Linked DNA regions of Mus musculus: region 1 is linked to region 2. A link is a contact called in public HiChIP or PLAC-seq data. All regions are on one chromosome and are shown on one strand. The core of a region is the stretch at or near the end of the contact, and the rest is flanking DNA. Distances in the headings are between cores, read along the strand shown.

Region 1 (3,090 bases), core at 470-2,969, 350 kb before region 2:
AAAAAAAAACACATTGATTTGTTTGTTTAGTATTTTTGCAGCAAGGTCTTGAACTCTTTTCATACCCTTCTGCCTCAGCCTCCAAGGAACTAGTATCACAGGCATGCAGTACTAGCGGACTTGTAAATACATCTGTGGGAGAGAATTCTACAGCGTGTGTGTGTGTGTGTGTGTGTGTGTGTGTGTGTGTGTGGTCTGTCTGTCTGTCTGTTTTATAGAGGGAGCACATGCCAGTTGGTGATTGATCTTTTTAAAGATTCATTTACTTTTGTTGTGTGTATGAGTGTTTTGCTTACATGTATGTCTGTGCACCACGTTTGTGCCTGATGCGCCTGGAGGCCAGAAGAGGACATCAGATCTCCTGGAACTGGTGTTGCAGGTGGTTAGGAGCTGCCACATGGGCACTGGAAACTACTGTCTGACCCCTAGTATACACCCTGGCATGCATGCCCAAATATACATACATACAAAATGTAGTACCATTCAGAAATTAAAAATAATATTGTGCCATGTGTTTAGCGTCCTGGCGAGGACCCTGGGAGAAGCAAGCCTGACTCTCCTGCATGCTGAGGGACAGACAGCATGACTGCAGAAGGAGACTGATTTGGCTGTGGCTAGGGAAGGCACATCCGGTGTTTAATTAATATGCTGCTTTTGTCTTTTCTCTTTTATCCATGAGTTTAGTTGCTGTTTTGTTTTCCCCCATCAGTAAGAAGACAATTCACAAGGAAGTATGTGGTGTCTAGTCCTAACTGGAGGCTGCAGGAAGCAGACATGGCTATTTATACTGGCCTGCTGTTGGATGTTTGCATCTCTATGTCAACTCCACATGAACCTTACATGAGACCCTGCTTCAGTTGCCACCTCTTTGCCTCTTTGTAGGCTTCTTTAGTTCAGCTGCAGGATTCCGTGTCCCAGTATTGGAGACCTGACAGGCCTTTTGTGTTTGACATTTTGTTGTCTCACTTCCTTTAGCAAGGTGTGACATTCAGAAAGTTGTTGATAACGGAAAGAATTACAGAAGAAACAAAGACCAGGGCTGTGTCTGAAGAGGAATTTCTCCTCTGCTGGCTCTATCCCCCTTGTCTTCCATCCACTTCCACCGCTGTGTCTATCCCTGCTTCCTGGGTGAAGGAACACCATGACCAACCAAGGCAGCTCTTAGAAAGAACAACATTTAATTGGGGCTGGCTTGTAGCTCCAGAGGTTCGGTCCATTATCATCATGGCAGAAAGCACGGCAGCATCCAGGCGGGCATAGCTCTGGAGAAGCTGAGAGTTCTATATCTTGTTCTGAAGGCAAACAGAAGATGTCTTCCGATCAACTAGGAGGAGGGTCTCTGGAAGCCCACCCCCACAGTGACATACTTCCTCCAACAAGGCCACACCTTCCAACAGTGCCACCTCATTGGCGGAGCATATTCAAACCACCACAGAAGTCAGACTCCCACCAATGGGATGAGGCATAGTCTCTATAACTGCATGAGAAATAAAAGACAGAGGCCGGTGATCTTGGCCTGGTGTGCTTGCTAGCTGGTGCACACGCCCTTTGCGTTGTGTGTGTGTTTATGCAACACCAAAATTATGCTTTCTGACAGTCTCATCTACATGTCCTGTCAGGTCACCCACCGTCAGATTTACAGACGTTAGTCATAAACATAAGTTAGTGAAACCAGCCATGTGTTGTTTAATAAGTTATTCTTTTTTAAACTTGTCCTGTAGGACCTCACATAATGTATGACAGAATTCCTTGGCAATGTGAGTGGGGTATAGGAGGTTACCACATAACAGAATCTGAGTCAGTTGTTGGAAATATGCAAAGCATTTGATGCATTAATTTGAAAAGCATATGGAAATTTTCAGAAGTTAAGAAGGAATTATTAGGAAAATTTAAAGAGTTGTGTCTGGACGGAATCCAGAGGCAGGGTCCAGAGCTGCACTGGCATGGGCTGTTGGGCATAAAAAGTTTATTATCGCCGGGTAGTGCTGCTGCCAGCCTTTGATCCCAGCACTTGGGAGGCAGAGGCAGCAGATCTCTGTGTGTTCAAGGCTAGCCTGGTCTACAGAGCAAGTTCTACTACAGCCAGGGCTACATAGAGAAACTGTCTTGAAAACAAAAATGTTCATTATCATTGTTATTAATACCGTGGGTAGACAGAAAGACAACGGCTAGCCAGAGGCTCTGAGGAGGACATTCGGGCCCAAGCAGCAGAGATGGGGCCTTGTCTTAGAGATTTCAGAGGAGCCTGCTCTGGGGCTGCTATCTCTGATTCTCCAGCAGGCTGCAGGAAAAGAATGTATCATTGTACTCTAGTTCTCTGATATGTCTGATTGTTCAGTCTGCCCATGCAAGGCGCTCACTTGGGGGAGTAAGAAACCAAGTACCCCGGGGCTGGTGAGATGGCTCAGTGGGTAAGAGCACAGACTGCTCTTCCAAAGGTCCTGAGTTCAAATCCCAGCAACCACATGGTGGCTCACAACCTTCTGTTGCAAGATCTGACTCCCTCTTCTGGAGTGTCTGAAGACAACTACAGTGTACTTACATATAATAAATAAATAAATCTTAAAAAAAAAAAAAGAAAGAAAGAAACCAAGTACCCGGGAATCCGTTTGCTAGAAATTCAGGTAGCTGGCTGAGAAGATGCTCGCCAGCTTCTGTCTGACCGGGGAGGGTGGACGACTGCTGCAGGTATTCCGTCCCGAGCAGCATCCTGGTCTGGATGCTGAAGCCTGGAGAGATGGCTCAGGGGCTAAGAGTGCTTGCTGCTCAAGCATGGGGACCTGGGTTCAAATCCCCTGGCACACACATACAAGTCTGCAAGTGGCCATGCATATGCCTGCATCTGGAATGCCATATGGAAAGGAGTCAGGAAAATTGCTGGAGGTTGCTGGATGCCACCATAGTTGCAAAGTTCAGTAGAAGACTGTGACTCAAGGAATAAGGCAGGAGAGTCATAGAACAGCACACTCAGTTTTGGAGTCGGAATAGTCCTCTGAGGGGGGAGTGAGGGTGATTATAGGAAAGATAGAAAAAAAGATGCAAGAGACCGACATCGGAGGTCTGCAGGTCATTACCACGCCAGCCCCGAGT
Region 2 (3,008 bases), core at 408-2,907:
TATGGGGTAGACAGATCCCAGGAGCAGAGAGGCAGCTGGTGGCATGGCTGTCCCTTCCCAGAAGCCACCAGGCAGTGTGTGCTTTGGGAGGAGTGCTGGCAAGTCCCTCTCACCGCTGCACCCGACCCTGTGCCGCAGGCAGACAGTCAACATCGGTGGCAGTGGGGCCCTCCAGATGGTGAGCCCCCCAGCAGCCCCCTGAAGGGGACCATGTGGCTGATAGTCTCTTTAGTCACACTTTGAAAGCCAAATGATGAGAAAGGACCAGCAGGAGCCAGGTCCCACGGACGCCAACAGCGCAGAAGGCAAGCATGTGGTCCACTAGATTTGTACCACCAGGACCTTCTTCCCGCCAGTTGGGAGCCCTAAGGGTCTTCCTTTCCAGGGCTCTGTTCCTCATTCCTTTGGAGGGCTGTGAGCCCAGCCTGGCCTCGCAGCAGGAAGCCCTGAGCTCCAGTGACACCAAACACTCATTTCTACTCTGCACCTCGGTTCCTCCATTCTGGGTATCCCTGACTTCTAGAGGCCACACTGCTCTTAGAAGAAGCCATAGGATGTTCATGCTGTAGAGTAATTTCTGTATAGACGCTAAGAGATCCTGAGATGAAGAGATGAAGACACTGCCAGCGTCCTTAGGTACCACTCCACTCCCCTCCATCCCCAGGAGGTCCTATGCCTTTGTTTCCTGCTGGCAGCGCCTGGTTCTGGAACTCTTCAACACTCTGATTGGGCCATCCTTGAGCTGCCAGGCAGGCAAGCAAGCAAGCAAGCACGCAAGCAGACGCCTGGACCAAAGCACATTTCTTGCACCTGCCAGTTTGGTAGAGTGATCTGGAAGATGCCAGGCTCATTTCTGCCTCTCAGGGCTTGGCCAAGGGAGGTGCAGAGGCCAGGGAGGATGTCCTTAGAGCAGTTCCTGGGCCTCCATCCTCAAAGTAGAAAGGGAGCATTGACTTCTGCCACAGGAGAGAAATAGTTTTCAGTTTTCTTTTTCTCAAAGCATTTGCGTGTTCCAGCAGTGGAGCAAGGGACATTGGGTCCCAGCCTAGCTGAGGTGGAGGGACGTGGAGAAAGGTGGGGTATGATGTATCCTCAACTTGCCACACGAGCTCAGAACACCTCCCTGGGCCATGGTGACCTGTAAATTGAGCAGGGTGGGAAAGGGCCATCTGCTGGTTCTCCCATGATGGGTGTGTCCACGCTCCCTTCATAGAGCCTGTGCCATCAGCATGGTGACAAGCCTCTTGCCTTCATGAAAAGCCGGCTTGCCCTTTGCTTGTGTTCAGATGGTGTTGGCTGGCTTCGTGAGAAGCCTGAGGTTATATTTTGAGATCCGCTAGGCAGGGTTGTGTGGTTCTTCTCGTTGTCCGTGGTTGTGCACACTTTGATCCAGTCCCCCACCACAGTAGAGTCGCCCCGTGGCTCACGTCTACAGCTTTCTTGAGGGTGTCTGGTGTGTTTCCTGTATGAAATGATTTCCTGTTCCTGTCAGAGCACCCAGAACTGAGAACCTCTGACCTTCTCTCTGTCAGCCATGTGCTGTGCATCCAAGATTGTCCCGCTGGTTAGAGAAGCCAGGAGCTCTGTCTCATCCCTGCTCTGTCACCCAGGCCAGCTTGCTCATGCTGAGGCCAGCTTGTTGGCAGTCAAATACACTGTCTTAAGAGGGTGGATCAAGGACCATATCTGTGACTCAGAGCCTTTCCTGGTGCCATGACATAGCCCTTGAGGTATGTGAAGCTGGGCTCTTAGCCTTCCGTGCCTGCTGTAACCTTCCAGGTCTGGGGAATACCCAGGTTGATAACAGTGCATGTTAGGCTGCCCAGGAGAAGGGGCCTGGGCCTGGGAGTAGCGTTGGGGAGAAAGCAGGAGAAAGCTGTTCACACCTGAACTTTTCTCTTCTCTCCTTCCCCCTCCTACGTCTGGGCTTTGGGGGTCATCTTAGATCTAGGTGCAGAACTAGTACATACCTGTGCCTGGGCTAACTTCCAGAGCCCAGGGGGTAGAGATGAGAAAAAAAATGTTCTGTGTGAGGGTCCCTGGTTGTAAGAAAGAGGAGGGGACAGGCTGGTTGTGAGTAACTGATCTTGAATGATGGACAGGCTCGAGATAAAGGAAAGGATGTTGGTTCTTTCTTTGCTTTATTCTTTTCTTCTTAGGGATTTTTTGAGACAAGGTCTCAGTACGTAGCCCAAACTTGACTTGAATTCAATTCCCTTCTGCCTCAGTTTTCTAAGTGCTGGGATCATAGGTGTGTACCACCACGCCAGCAGGAAGTCGGTGCTTAAAAAAATAAAAGTTCACATCTGAATATAAATCTAATGTGTAAGGAAGAACTGAGGGGGATAAATCAGTGGACATTAAAATCCTCCTCTCCACCCCCCCCCCCGCCACCCCCAATTCTGTTCTCCTGAGCGAGCCGCTGCTCACTTGTTGGTGTTAATAGAGATGTGAAGGAGATTCTTCAGTTACAAAGGACACTAGCTTAAAAGATGGGGACCCCGGGCAGTGATTTTTCATATACCCCAGGAGTCCTGGGTCAGTCAGCACCACACATAGTCTCAGAGTACAGAGGTGGGTGAGCCGGGGAACCAATGGTAGAATACAGAAATGCAGAGTAAGAGGTGGCTGGGGCCAGAGCAGCTCCTGTCCAGAAAGAGAGCCCTGGGCTTTCCTTAGACCCCCTAATGGCAGGGCCCCCTGCTTAGCTAACACGTTGATTTGCTCTGGTCTCTGGGCAAGAGAAGTTAAGTCATTTCTTGCCTCATAGGTTTTATCGCTTGGTCCCTGTTCTGTCCTCTGGGCTTCATGGAGGATGCACAGCCTCCGCAAACTGCTGCCTCGTTCACACACCTAAAACCCACCCACAAGGCTGATGGATCAGTAAGTGTAGTCCTTGCCACACAAGCCTGAGACCCTGAGCCGTGCTGCCCAGCACTCATGTGCAAAGTACAGTGAGACACTTTGTGGTTTTGACCCAAGCACCAAGAGTCTGGGACAGGACCAGC

What was found. HiChIP or PLAC-seq counts read pairs in DNA pulled down with a chosen protein or histone mark.
Region 1: a CTCF HiChIP or PLAC-seq map of the NIH/3T3 cell line shows a contact between it and region 2, with 5 read pairs. The contact joins two enhancer-like sites. A contact is called at or near these places in 1 of 39 promoter capture datasets (cranial neural crest), 1 of 15 datasets of contacts at CTCF or cohesin (the NIH/3T3 cell line) and 1 of 115 datasets of contacts at active chromatin or transcription factors (pancreatic cancer cells).

What each region holds. Positions count from the first base shown.
Region 1 is chr6:128,340,825-128,343,914 of GRCm38.p6, reverse strand. All of the region lies in intron 1 of Tulp3 (tubby-like protein 3), which reads left to right. Among named protein-coding and RNA genes, the nearest start is that of Tulp3, 13 kb to the left of the region's middle. Within about 2 kb of position 1,719, at least 10 of the 459 cell types and tissues checked have an H3K27ac peak or open chromatin away from gene starts, as enhancers often do. A contact at or near this core is called in the NIH/3T3 cell line, where this site is marked.
Region 2 is chr6:127,990,395-127,993,402 of GRCm38.p6, reverse strand. The region is part of intron 1 of Tspan9 (tetraspanin 9); the gene reads left to right. Among named protein-coding and RNA genes, the nearest start is that of Tspan9, 43 kb to the left of the region's middle. Within about 2 kb of position 1,657, at least 117 of the 459 cell types and tissues checked have an H3K27ac peak or open chromatin away from gene starts, as enhancers often do. A contact at or near this core is called in the NIH/3T3 cell line, where this site is marked.